2 separate regions of the Mus musculus genome follow, and region 1 is linked to region 2. The links are chromatin contacts, called in public promoter capture Hi-C maps. All regions are on one chromosome and are shown on one strand. The core of a region is the stretch at or near the end of the contact, and the rest is flanking DNA. Distances in the headings are between cores, read along the strand shown.

Region 1 (7,444 bases), core at 4,719-7,218, 1.5 Mb after region 2:
CCAGGACCCTCTTCTGGCATCTCTGGGTCTAAAGCACTTACGAGGGCACCAGGCACACACTTGATACATAGACATAAATACAGAAAAGAAATCATATACATAAATAAAATAAAATGTTAAAAAAATACTTTGTTCACAGGGTTGAACAAAGGGAGAAATGGCTCAGAGGTTAAGAGCACTTGGTTCTTACAGAAGACCCAGGTTCAATTTCCAGCACCCACACAGAGACTCATAACTCTCCATAACTCCAGTTCTAGGGGATCTAATGCCCTCTTCTGACCTCCTTGAGTGTCAGGCACATGCATGGTACACATACATATAAGCAGATAAAAGAACCATACACATAAAATCAATTAAAATTTTAAAATTAAAAGGCAATATCCCACAATGTTTTGCACGCTTTAGATCAGATTCTCAGACACTTTAATGTGCTATCTGGGCAGTCCTCCAAGCTTTTATCTTTGGTGGAAGAGAGTATGTTGAGACCTACACGTCTGTTTCGCAAACGCCGCTCACTGGAGGAATACCTTTTTCTAGGCACAAGGCACACAGTCTACACCACAGTGCTTCGCTGAAGGGACCAGAGCTGAGGGATACAAAGAGCTTTACAAGGTTCCTTACTAACAAGCCCCCCAGAACTACCTAGTTCCCGGCAGTACCAGCTCTCCTTTTCTGCCTGAAGAGGAAATACAGTGGCAAGTAAGTGGCCACTAGAGGGCAGCCAAATCCAGGCTTCACCTCCGGAAAGCAGATTCCTATTGTAAAATTTAACATGGATTTCAATGACTCCATTAAGTCCCTTCCCTCAGAGCTAAGGAGGAGGAGGAGGGAAAGGAGGAGGAGGAGGAGGAGGAGGAGGAGGAGGAGGAGGAGGAGGAGGAGGAGGAGGAGGAGGAGGGAGTGTACATATATACATGCAGACACAACCCCTATGCTCATTAAACAAATAAGTTTACTGAGTTTGGGGGAGTTTGTCACTAGACAGTTTAGTAAAGTGGAGTTATTCACCCTAAATTCAAGGTCCCTCTCCTTAAGTTCTCTCATTCTCCAAATTTTTGGGGAAAGTGGGAACTTATATCTACCCTCCAAAGTGGCCTCCAACCCCGACCAACACTCCAGTGTTCAGTTTCTGAGTCCTTTACCCTGACTCTGTCTGACTCCACCCTGTCTGACATACACTGTTATTTCAAAGCCCTCCAGGCACCCACTGCTTATTTCTTTGGCATAGGCTGACAACTCGGCTCTAGGCCCTCACCCAAGTTAAACGCCAGACTCTAAAGGCATCCTAAATCAAATCAAGTGGGCATGGAGCAAGGAAGTGGGGAGAGAGTTTTGTTCTTGCCTTGGGCAGGGGGCAGGTGGCAAGAACAAGGCCACAGTAAGAGTGTTACTTTCAACTCTAGGAGAACCAAACCCAAGGTGCTTGGTCCATTTATAAAGCATACTAACTCTTTAGCTGGTATGTAACCAGACATCAGAGTCACCACAGGGAGCTGGGAGGGAGAGACCATTACTTAGGAGTGTGAGAGGAAGCCTCCAAAAGAGAAACAGAGGGATGGGGGGGAAGGGAATCGCACCTGTGCTAAAGATTCTACAAAGCAGATGAGGAAATTTCATGGTTACAGGGAGTTAAAATGCAAATTATCTTGGGATATGTTTAGTCCCTTTGGAAAGCCAGCCCTTGTCTGACCTAACATCATCCCTGTGGCTATCAGAACCATACAACGGACCCTTCAGAACTAGCTTTTACCCATCCAAGTGCTGAGGCTGTGGTCAGACAGCATCTGAAGCCTCTAACTGGAAGTCCCCGGCTTGGCTGGAACCACTTGCCCATCCACCCTACCACTGTATCTGGTAAGTTCATTCGTTTCTTTGTCCTGCAACTAACAAAGTGCCGTGTAAGCACTTCCACAGTACAGCACAGCATTCTTGGAGCTCATCATCCATAGCACAAGTCTTTGCGATTGTTTCAGAGGGATCTTAAGTGTTCAAAGCAATAGCTTCCCTGTAGCTCCAGAGGCAGCAGGGACTTTCTGCCCCATAATACTTACTGAAAAACAAATCTGACTTGGCAAGCACTCCACTGAGGATGTTTGAATTGTGCAATATGAAGGTCTTATGAATATTCATAACTATTGCCAACTAGTGCTGTTCTGTGTTTATATAAATTCTTCCTTGGAAGTATCATTTGAACAGACCCCCAACACTGACAGAAATGTTTGCAGTACCCTGTGGAAGAGCCTTTAAGGAAAGCCAGAAATTCTCTTTGGTTGTGGCATTAGAGACACAAGCATTGGTCCTGTAAAAATGTTAGGATGACTGACATCTCTATAACCCAAAATAATTGATATACAGACCAATCACACACTTTTCTGCTATGTAATAAGAAAGGAAAACGTGTGGCTATTAGGATTCTTCTGCTAAAGAGACCATTTAAATGAAAGGATCACAAGGTCATAGTAAACTAGCCAGTGGTAGCTTACAGCTGAGGTCTCCAGCAGACCCCGAACTCCTCACTAAAGCCAAGGCTTAGAGAACCAGAAAACATGGCTCAGCCGGTAAAAGACATTGCAGCCAAATCTTAATTTGATCCTGGAATCCGCATGGTAGGTAAGGATCAACTTCTTCAAGCTGTCCTCTGCCCCCACCCCACCCCATGTGCCATATCCCCATACACAATCAATCAATCAATCAATCAGTGCAAAAAAATGTCTTAAAACTAGATACATGCACCATCTCTACAAAATGCAAACTAATCTACAACTGCCAGAAAGCAGACTGATCGCTGCCTGGAGATAGAGGCATGGGGGCAACAGGGAAGAGACGACAAGCAGGCATGTTCAGTGGTGACACATGCCTTTAATCCAAGCACTTGGGAGGCAGAGGCAGGCAGATCTCTGAGCTCGAGGCCAGCCTGGTCTACAGAGTGAGTTCCAGGACAGCCAGGGCTATACAGAGAAACCCTGTCTCAAAAAATAACAAACAAACAAAAAAATTAAAATTAAAAAAAAACATGCTTATGGATGTGTATGATGGCAAAGGGTTTCACACTTGAATACGTGTATCTGTGAGACCACAGACCCTCTTGCTGGCTCATGCACGTTCATTCTCCTCCCCCTACTCAAAAACCAGGCCGTGTGCCCCTGCAGCTCCCTTGTCTGAGACAGAGAGGTGATAAGAAACAGGTTGCTCTATGGCCTTGAAGCCCTTCACCAACCCCATCCCCTGGAGCTACAGGACAAATTCACGGTCCTACCTTGTGCCTGCCACCATGCCCTTAGGTACAGTGACATGGCCAAGATAGATCATGTGATATGATGCCTCCCCCCTCCACCACCCCACCACACACACACACACACACACACACACACACACACACACACACACACACACTTCCAAACCCTGTAAGAGTTAGAAACGCCTTTGCTCTCAGGATATGAAGGGTCAGCACTCTCTTCCTCCAAGGCCTGTGGCTGCTAAGACACTCTCTTTCTCCAGCTCTCCAGCTCTCCCGCTCCAAGGCCTGATGCTGCCCCCCCCCCCACATTGTGAAGCTCTCTCTCCTCCTAATAAAGGTCTTCTGAGGGAGCAGGGTAATCTCATGTCAGCTCCTTCCCAGGAACCTGCCATTTTTCTCTTTTCAGCTCTAACATAACAATATCAGAATGTGTCTAATTGCATATTTTAAAAATCTAGAATTTAAATATGGGCTAAATGTGCCTCAGGAAATCTACTTTAAAAAACACATAACCAATCTCTCATGTCGGTGCAGATATTTATTAGACGCAGAGTAAAACACGATGCAGTGAGCAATGACCAAGAAACTAAAACACTCATCCTATGGATTCCTGGGATACGCACCTCAACTGCTTGGTTTTTTTGTGTGCTTTCGATCTCTGAATTTGATGTTGGAATCAGCTCTGTCCTCTTCTTGCTGGGTGTGAGCTCCAAACTAGTTTCCGGCTTCTCTCTAGAAAATGGTTTTGCAATCACATTGTAAACATCGTTCCACGGCTGTTGGAAAGTCTGTGTGACTGAACAGATCTGTGCTTTTAAGACACCTTTCAGTTTTGTCATCGAAAGAGACACACACACCTGCAAACTTGACTCTATGAAGACATTCATTCGCCTTCATACAGTTCAACAGCTTCGCCCTGGTTGTCTCCAATTGCTTAAAACTGAGTGTGTAGGTGAGAAGTGTCACATTCAAAATGGAGTCCCTGGTCTCAAATTCAGACAAAAATGCAGCCATAGGGAGTGCTGGCATGCACTGCTGGCAAGAGCTACTTTGAGGAATCCCACAAGCCATAACTTTGCACAAAGAGCACCACGTCCTGCCACAATGTTGCTTCTCAGGGGACACCCCTGCCCAGCAATCATTCATCTTGGATTGGCATACCCTGCTGGTCCCTAAACACCCCTGTTATAATTAAACCTGTGGCCAAAGATGATTTATTCACAGCAACTTTAATTCTCCTCGATTCAACTCTAAATGTGTCTTCCTCTTCTCTATTCCTTGGAATGGGCTGCTGGTTTCCACAAGGTGTGTGCATTTTGCACTGGACTATGAACTTATTCTCAAATAAATTCTATTATTCATTCTCCCTTCCCCCTCTGGTCAGAGCTTTCTGATTATTTTCTAATTTGCACATTATTCTTTTCAAATCTCTATCAGTGAGTGATACACACTGATCTTAAAAGGAGAGAAGACGGTACATAATAGAGTATAATAAAATGCAAAACGCCTCAAACCTCCTCTCCTTGCCCCAACCTAATGCCCAGGCACAAACCTCCTAAATTTTTCACTGGTTTGTACTCCTACAAACTCACTCAACTTTGATGAGTCTGGAGAGTGGTCTTGTGGGTAAAAACTTCCACAAGATACGCCAACAGTCATCAGGTCTGCAGCCTAGTTCAATCTTACCCAGCAGGCGCTACTCACTAGTTTGTCCTTGGCAGAAACCATCTGGAGGAGGCAGGTTAGGGGGTGGGTATGGTGTTCTGCAGAACTAGCATCTAAATAAGATCTTCAAAAATGCTTCTGGTACCCAAAGCCCCAGTCCTCATAGTAAGACTCTTACCCCTGCTGAAAGCTTCGGGCCTGTTCTAATCGGCGGTCTTGCTTGAGTTGCTTCGGCAAGAACTGGACCAACAGCGCTTGAGAACTCGCTGAGTCTAGTTCAGGAGGGAAGGGGTGTGATTTAATACACAGCTGCCTTCTATGGGGGAAGGAGGGAGCCCCATGAAAGACCAACTCGAGTCAAAAGTGGGCTGCATGTTCTGATTTAGAATGGTGTCTAAAGCCAGGTGTGGTGGTGAATGCCTCTAATCCCACCACTCTGAAGGCAGAGAGGCAGACGCATTTCTGTGAGTTCCAGGCCAACCTGATCTACATAGTAAGAGTTTGCGGCCAGCCAGGGCTACATAGCAAAACCCTGTCTCAAAAAAAAATTATATCTGTGTGTGTGTGTGTGTGTGTGTGTGTGTGTGTGTGTGTGTGTATAAAATAAGAATTAGAACTGTGTCGGTTCCTGCTTTGCCCTCCATAAAATTTGTATGGGGGCTGTCTAGACGCAAGCAACTGCCAAACCATTTCTGGCAGGGGCCAACCGCTGGGAATTACCCTCAAAGATCTCGAGGGAGAGACCCTACTCCTGGGACTCCTGGGGCAGACCTGAGTGGGGTACAGTTGACTGTCCAGTTGCAGATTGGGTGTCACTTGACTCTGTACTTGAGGTCTTCGAGATCTGCGTGGGGCGTGGCCATGGGACCCTGGAAAGGCGGATCCCGAACTCCCCGCTGGCTGCTGGGCTCAGGCCCATCCCGCTGGGGCCAGCAGGGACAACGCGCCTGCAGGGAGGTGCGGACCAGGGTCCGCCTAGCCCCGGGATCATGGGCACTGGGGCCAGCGGGGCTGGAACGGAGGTGAGAGAGGTGGGGCGTCGCCTCCAGGGAGCGCGTGTCAAACGGCGGCGAGAGCGCGTGGGGCGGGACGCGCGGAATGAGGGCGCGCGCGGGAGCGGGTGGGGTGTGGGCCGCTGCAACTGTGCAGTAAGCGTATGCGTAGACACTGGCGCGGAGGAAGGCGCCCCAGCAACTCAACGGAAAGGCAGGCGCTCCACGCAGGAGTTAGGTCATTCATGAGTCACGCAAAGACGCGGTCCCAAAGTCCCAGAGGCAGCACCTGAGGCCGCTGGAGAAGTCGAGAGTTACTGACTAACCAAACACACCGAGGGCTTTGAGACCGGATTATAAAGGCTGGGAATTTCAATTTCTCTACACAGTGACATCCAGGCAAGCCTCCGCTAGCATGAGACACAAAAGCGAAACACGGGAGCTGGAGTGATGGCTAGGGTTCAGAGCATCTGTTGCTCTTGCAGAGAACTCAGACTAGGCTTCCAGCGCTCACCTGGCGACTCACAAAGGTCTATAAACCCAGTTCCAGAGAATCTGACGCCCTCTTCTGGCCTCCACTAGCTCTAGGCGTGCACATGGTATACAGACATATGTGGACAACACATATGCACATTAAATAAATCTTTTTGAAATGAAAGCCAAATAAATATACAATGTTTACACAAAGATGGGAACACACCCAGTACACAAGCCCCACCTACGTCCCCTGCTTTCCATCCATCTTCTCCCTCCTCCCTGAGTCTAATGTGTCCTTTGTCTCCACAGTCTAATGTGTCCTTTGTCTTTTCCTTAGTTTTTTACTATGGGACCTCGCTCTGCTGGGCAGGCAGGCCTTGAACTCCTGAGCTCAAGGGATCCCCATTTTCAGTCTCAGGACTGCGTACATACAGTGACTCTATCCACGCAAACTTGCACTCTACAAAGTCATGTACTTTCCATTTATGTGTTTGATGTGCTTTGGTCAACTTCACTATTCAAGTCTCCTTCCCTCAAAATCATCTCACCTCAATTTCTCTCCACATCCTTCACAGCCCCCCTCAGACATTCCTGGCCTTACAATTATTATTCCCAAAGTCCACGCATGACAGCATGCATGCTACTTGTCTTTCTGAGTCTGGCATAGTTTGATAAACATGATCCCCCTTTCCTTCCATGTTCCTACAAACAATGAAAAGTCCTTCTTTGCGGTTGAATAAAATACTTTCTCTAGCCATTGATATCCTCTTACCTTTTAACTATTTTTCCAAACCCCCTTTTGCAAACCTAATACCTTGGGGTTTTTTCATGATTGAAGCTTCATTTTTTTTTTAAAGATTTATTTATTTATTATATGTAAGTGCACTGTAGCTGTCTTCAGACACTCCAGAAGAGGGAGTCAGATCTCTTTACGGGTGGTTTTGAGCCACCATGTGGTTGCTGGGATTTGAACTCAGGACCTTTGGAAGAGCAGTCAGTGTTCTTAACCGCTGAGCCATCTCACCAGCCCTGAAGCTTCATTTTTAAAATGATGGCTGGCTTGAATATCTGT
Region 2 (7,293 bases), core at 3,811-6,310:
GTGCTGTTTGTATGTTGATACTAATTCTGCTCTCCTGGGAGAGTTTGTGGACAAGAAGTGAGTCATACTCAGGTGACTTCTTGTGAACCAATCCCCTAATGAATAAAGGAGCCAATCACTGGGCAAGTAGGTGGGACTCCTGGGTGGAAGAGGGGAAGCAGAATAAAGGCCCTTTTGGACAGGGATAGCATGAGGACAAGATGTAGCTATGAGTGTCTCCTGGTTTCAAAGGCGACCTGTCAGGATTTGCCACCAAAGGATTTAGATTTAATAAGGCTTACAAGTTAGAATTTTAGTTGTTATGCCCAGCTATTGAGCTACTGTTGTTTTGGGGGGGAAAGAGAGAAAAAAAGAGTTGCCTTAGTCATGGTATCTGTTCACAGCAGTAAAACCCTAACTAAGGCAGTTTATACAGGTGGAAATCCATAATGAGGTCATAAGTGAGAAAGGGAGAACTACAGGGTGGTTGGCCTATTTCCAAGTTTTTCTACTAGTTTAGACATAACAGTTTAAGCTGCCCTCTATCTTGCTTGGCTGTGAGTGATGGCTATGGTTGGGGAATTTCCAAGAAGAAGAAAAAGAAGAGGAGGAGAAAGAGAAAGAGAAGAAGACCTCAGAATATATGGTCAACTTGACCTTGCTCTGAGCCAAACTATTTTTCTATGTCTATAGTCAAGCTGCTTTTCTGTTGCCAATATGGGTTGTCTGACAGGCATGAAACAGAAGAGTTAAAGCTAAGCTAGCAGGCTTTATCAATTACGATTATTATTATTTTGGTATTTTATACCTTACTCTTAATAGCCATAATGGCTTTCTGTACCCATTCAAAGAAAGAATGGATTGAGAAGATAGTAGAAGAAAAATTACAGAGACTTATAAGTGAAAATAAAAAAAAAATACTCAGACACAGATGGAGAAACTTAGACAAGCCTTAGAAAGACCTAAGAAATATACTCAGACACAGACAGAGGAATTTAAACAAGAGCCTACCATGCCACTGAATAATGAAACTGAAAAGGGTCCGCCCAAGATTGTTAGAAAACCAGCCTTAGTTTATTCAGGAGATGATAGGTACTTCCAAGGTTATAATAAAATTAAATGTAATCCTATAGACATACTAGATTTGTAGAGATTTAAGGAAGCAGACCTTTCCTATGGAATTCATTCATCCTATGTGAAGCAAATATTAAATTCATGGACAACTGAGAACAGAATTATCCCCCAAGACTGGAAAGATTTGACAATAGCAATATTGAAAGCTTGTCCTCAGTTATAATGGTGAATGGGGTGAAAAGAGGATGCCAGGGTCATTGAGCCACAAAATCGGGTCTAAGGTATTAATATTTCCCAGGATCATTTGATAGGTAAAGGTCAATATGCTGAGCTACAAAGCCAGCTTGAATTTGATGATCATATCTTGGCATCTTAGTTAGGGTTTTACTGCTGTGAACCATTGCAAGTCTTATAAGAACAACATTTAATTGGGGCAGCTTACAGATTCAGCATTTCAGTCCATTATCATTAAGGCGGGAGCATGGCAGCATCTAGGCAGACACAGTGCAGGAGGAACTAAAAGTTCTACATCTTCATCTGAAGGCTGCTAGCAGAATACTCCCTTCCAGGCAGCTAGGGTGAGGGCTTATAGCAGACACAGTGACATACCTACTCCAACAGGGTCACACCTTCTAATCGTGCCACTGCTTTGGCTGAGCATATACAAACCATCACACTTGGCGTTATGTTGTTTAGCAGCTTTAAATGCTTGGGATAAAGTTGAAGAATCAGGAAAGAGATATTAGTCATTTACTAGAATTATGCAAGGCCCAAAAGAAACTCTCAATGGTTTTTTTGCAAAGATTGATTTCAGCAGTAAATAGATTAATATCAGAATCAGAAGTTAGAAAAATACTGATTGGAACTTTGGCTTTTGAAAATGCTACTTCAGAATGAAAAAGAGAGATTAAACCTTTAAAGGAAAGAGCAGTACCAATATAGGAATGGGTTAGAAATACAGCTGATACTGGATCTCAAGTTTATGATGCTAATCTGATAAGAGAAGTAATTTCTAAGTTTTATGAAAAATAAAAATGGCAGATGTTTTAGTTATCATAAGCAGGGTCGTTTGAAAAGGAATTGTAGGCAAAGCATTCCTAGAAACAATGTGGTTTTGGGGGTTTTTTTGGGGGGGTGGGTTTTGGGTTTTGGGTTTTTATTTTTGGCTCTTTTAGGAATAATCCAAAAAGAAGGTCTCAACCTTCAGGAGTATATAGAAATTGTGGCAAAGGCCAGCACTGGACTAACAAATGCAGATCAACAAGGGATAAGCAAAGTAACCCTTGGCCATCAAGGACATGCACAAGAGGGCCTCTCGAAGACCCTGATATAAAATTTGATTTAATCATTCCCTCTCAGCATCAGAGAAACTCAGCCACAGAGCAATTAAAAGATTTAATGCCTATTGTTTAAAACAACACTTCTCTGGGTAATCAAGGTCAAAACACCTTTAGTGGCTAAAACAAAAAATTCAGGAGAGATCAAAAGCAAGTGTTTTGGCAAACTACTATAAATGATCAGAGACCTAAGCTGAAAATACAAATAAATGGCATTGAAATTGAAGGCTTAGTAGACATGGGAGCAGATGTATCAATAATTTCACCAAAATCTTGACATCCAGATTGGCCTTTTCAGGGGGTAAATGTTAGAACTTTATCTCAGGTGAAACAAAGATGGATGGAGTGTATAGGGCCAGAAGGATAAATAGATAAATTAAAGTCATGTGTGGCTACTATAGCCAAGAATTTATAAAAGTGTGATTTACTGAAGCAATGGAAAACACAGATTAACATTCCTCCAAACTCAGAAATAAACCATAAAATAAAGAATGCTTCTGAGAAGAGTATTGTAAAATATTATCAAGAACAGTCACAGTCTGTCCAGGTTGTCAATAAGCAGGACAGGAATATAAGAATTACAATGATTCAAATTTTTAAAGCGGCTTGGGAAAGACAGGCTGAAATTCAAAATGAAAGTCTTCTATGGTCTAAAAATAAATACATGTAAACTTTGAATATATATAGAGGGAGTAGGAGAAATAGGTGTATTTATCCATTAAGGTATATTTAGTTTCAAGTTTTCAAAAGAATTTCTTATTTCAATTGAAATGTATTTTTTTCTATTACCAGAAAGCATTTTACCCTAGAAAAGATATAACCTGCAAAAAAAAAAAAAAAAAAAAAAAAAAGGAAGGGAGAAAGTCCAGGCCTGTCCTCTCTCCTGCTCAGTCATTGGCTGGTCAACTCTTATTGACAAATCAGAGACTAAATGGGGAGCAATGCTTATGCAACACTGAAGCAGAAGATACTTAGAATAAGCATTACAATGCCCTGTCTGGATTGCAACTAGATATGGGGACAGAGAAATCAGCTTTTGAATAATAGAAGGATAATCTTTACACGGTATACAATAAAAATTATGCCTACAAGGTTCAACTACATAGTAAGTTTGAGGCCAGAGTGTAATGTATGAGACCATCTCAATTTCTTTTTAACTAGAGCAAATTCAAACTCCTCTCTATAGCAGAGCCACTCTTAGAGCCTCACATTCTGATGTAAAGTCTCTCGAAGAAAGAGAAAGGGGTGAAGATATCACTAGTGGGAAAGCATAGAATACTGTGGAAGGAGGTGGACAGGCAACCAAGACTGGGTAATACCAGACCTGATGCTCTGGTTTCCAGAATCAAAGGCTGGTCCCTTCTCCAACATCTCTTTTGCATATGATCTTTCTTCAAGCAGAAATCTCTAATTATGTAGCAAATAAACACAATAAATGAAACCCACCCCAATGAGGACAAGACAAATCTACTCAAACCTTGCTAATGCAAAGGAACCAACCAGCCACTGGTTTTGGTAGAGACTCAGAAGCAGGCAAACGGGTAGGAAAGGGCTCTATGGGGAAACAGGCTGTGTCCTGTTTGGATGCTCTTGGCCTAGGGAAGCTAGGGATAGACTAACTAGAAAAGATGGCCCTTTGTGATGGTTAGGGGAATCAGATACAACTTTTCTCTAGTTGGTGGTAAGATGGAAACAAGAAAAAATATTAGGAAAATTGGCACTTACCCACCGGGTCCTGACCATTTGAAGCCATCTTTATTGAGGTTTATTGAGGTCTACAGAAGTAATGGTTGGGAAGTCTTACACAAGGTCAGCCCTTTTCATTAACATATGAGCCTGGGTTGCCCCACCTTAAAGAGAGAAGGACTTGCAAAATGAAAGTCTATCTTTGACACCAACTCATCTAGCCAATAAACAGTACAAAGCGATTGATAACGAAAATAAAATATTGCTTCAGTAAATTTAAAATTAGAAAACAAAGGTTGTGAGAAAAAAACAAACTCATAATTCAAGTAAAATTGCTTTACATAATAAAGCAGGGCATTCTTCCTAGGTGTCACTGCTACAGAAACCTGTAGATGTCACTGGCATCTGTTCTCCCTCTTTGACTATCAGAACAAAACTAGACTCTAGGATCCCTTTGGTGAATACGAAGTGTTTGGTCTTCTACCCCTGCCGCCACAACTGCTGGAAGCAAGGAAAGAAGAAATGTCAACAAAAAGAGGGCACTGAGAGATGAAAGGATTTAGAGCTGGCATCCCTAGACTTAGAGGAGGAGAGGAGCTGGGATTTCTGGGCTCTCAGAGTGTCTAATGAACAGAATCTGTCAAATTAGAGGCAGAGGTATACTTTATTTTCTTCTCTTCCGAAAGATTAAGATGGGGAACTTAAAGGGAAAAGGTTTTAATGTAGCATTCTAACTAGCAAGACTTAAGAGCATGCGATAATTTCAAGGCAAAGGAGACAAAGGGTCCCGCGTGCTACTAGGGAAGTAGAAAAGCAATGTTATTCTAGATCTGGAGTCCCGGAAGGCTGGTGCGCAGCGCTAGGGACCCCGGGGCTTTACGGTAACTCAGCAGCGCCCCGGGCCCCCACCCTCGTGCGCAAGCGCGGAACCGTTGCCTGCAGAGCGGTTGCAGGCGGAGCGGTTTGCTGCCTGGTGGCTTGGCCAGTTTGACATCATGGCGTGCGCCCGCGGCACCGTGGCGCCGCCAGTCCGAGGTATGGGAAAAGAAACAAGAACAAAAATGTAGGATTTACCAGAGACGAGGAGCTCAGGTCCGAAGGACGTGGGGAAGTCCAGTCCTCAGGGTACCCCGGACCCTAGGTGGAGTGAACTGGAACAGAGAGCACGGACCCCGGGAAACTGAGGCACAGAGAGATTCCTGGGAGGAGGGCTGGAGCTCTGATACATGCGACCTCAGTACTGGCGCCGAAATAGAGGCTGGTGTTCTCTGGGGAAACTGAGGCTGAGGGGTAGCGCTGTGGCACAAGCGCAGGCTCGGAGTCTTGACACCAGGCTTTCTGAGCCACAGATGCCCCTGCCAGGTCGGAGTGGGAGAGCATGGGGAGGAATGCTGGGAGGCTTGGGTCGCTTTGGGGTTTTGTAACAAAACTCTCACTGAGCGGGGGGGGGGGGGGGGGGGGGACGGACGACACTGAACGGAAACAACTTTGACGCTGCTGCTCACTTGAGTTGGTTCCCTTGGACCGGTACAAAATGACACTCGCCTCTTCCTGATGCCTAGCCTCCATCGATGTGAGTCTCGTGGTGGTAGTCCATGGTGGCGGAGCAAGCAACATCTCAGCCAACCGGAAAGAGCTGGTGCGCGAGGGCATCGCCAGAGCGGCAACCGAGGGCTACAAAATCCTCAAGGCGGGAGGGAGCGCGGTAGATGCTGTGGAAGGAGCCGTGACTGTCCTGGAAAACGACCCAGAGTTCAACGCAGGTAAATTATGCTTGCCAGGTGAATAATGCCAAATCGGAGCAAGTTCCTGTCCACACCGACGCGGTATCCTTCAGTCTGACTGGCTTTGTGGTCAAATAATACTCTAGAGCAAGATGCAGTGCTGAATTTCCTCATTTTGCACTAAGCAACTTGTTTTGAGAATTTTTTTTAAGTCTGTTAATTCGCCTTTTATATAGCCTGCCCCCTAAGAATTCAATACTAAAAGCCAGGCATCTTGTTGGAGAGCCCTCCATAGCCTGAAACCATCTTCAAGCCTCAGCCTTCCAAGTGCTGGCTTTACAGGTGTAGACTTTTGGTATTTGTGGGTCTTGAGGTAGACTCTACATACCATAAAATGTAGCCATTTCGGCTTTGAGACCTGTGTGTACATTCCCTCCCTCTACCCCTCTGCATCTGTGTGTTTTCTCTGCCTCCCCCAAATTAAGCTCAAAAATCTTGAAACAGATGCTGGGAGAATCTTTTATTATAATATCCGGTCCCTGCTAAACAGTAAAGTCACTAATCATCTTCTGACTAGAAAATTGACTCTGGATAGGTCTCTAGGTGGAGACTGATCATTTTACAGACCAAGCCCTAAGTGGGAATTTGAGATTTACAGCCCCTCTCATCTTCTAGAAAAGAAAAAGGGGCCCCCACAATGAAGCAATCCAAAAACTATCCCTGAATTTTGGGGATGGGAAAAACCTCCAAATTGGTGAGTATGGTCGTATGCCAGTCCCAGCTCCACAGCAAAAGTGGGCCCAATACCCAGCACCCTTCCAGACCCTGCCCGGTGTTTGTTCATCTCAGTGTTGAACTGCCTCCTTTATATGACACACTAGTAAGACATCTGAGTCTGTGAACTGCTCTAGAAAAGGAAGCCCTAGCAGGAGACTGGCTTGCAGTTGTCTGGCAGAAATTATAGAGAAGCTACTATTTAAAAATTGGCATCTGAAGTAAGGAAGCATTCTTGTGGGAGAAAACCCCTTAGTCTGATGTGGGATCAGACTCTTCAAGGCAGCTAGTGTCAGAAGGTCAGTGTCTGCCAGAGCATGATGTGGGGAGGGGACTCCCACATCACTGTCAGAAGGGAGGTGCTGAGAGAAGCCCCAAAGCTCTTTCCCACTCCTTCCTTCAGAAGAAATGAGTTTGTGTTTCCGAAAAGTCATAGAAATGCAATCAGAGTGAATTATTTTGTGTTTGGCCATGTTCTAGGAAAATAATTGTCATAATGTGTCTACAAGACCCAGGTAGCAGTGGTCTAAGAAATTCAAAAGACTGTACTCTCTAGTGCTGTAAAGTAAGCATAATTATTTTGTTTATCTATCAGAACACTGCTGATTAATTTACTGGGCAAACATTCATTTCTTTTGTTTTAAAATAGAAACCCTAAGATCTTAAGATTAAAATGCTTTTTAGAACTGTACCACCATCTGTCTTGGGGAAAAAAGTTT

What was found. Promoter capture Hi-C pulls out the DNA fragments that hold promoters and counts their contacts.
Region 1: a contact with region 2 is called in a promoter capture Hi-C map of hippocampal neurons, with 4 times the contacts expected there. A contact is called at or near these places in 7 of 39 promoter capture datasets (cranial neural crest, hippocampal neurons, liver and 4 more) and 2 of 130 datasets of targeted methods (astrocytes and pancreatic cancer cells).

Annotation. Positions count from the first base shown.
Region 1 is chr19:7,611,061-7,618,504 of GRCm38.p6, reverse strand. It overlaps Plaat5 (phospholipase A and acyltransferase 5), which reads right to left and starts at 5,968. Exons shown (of 6, transcript NM_025731.3): 1 at 5,675-5,968; 2 at 5,082-5,175; 3 at 3,862-3,970. The coding sequence starts at 5,822.
Region 2 is chr19:9,133,333-9,140,625 of GRCm38.p6, reverse strand. Asrgl1 (asparaginase like 1) reads left to right here and starts at 5,060. Exons shown (of 7, transcript NM_025610.3): 1 at 5,060-5,111; 2 at 5,639-5,839. The coding sequence starts at 5,072.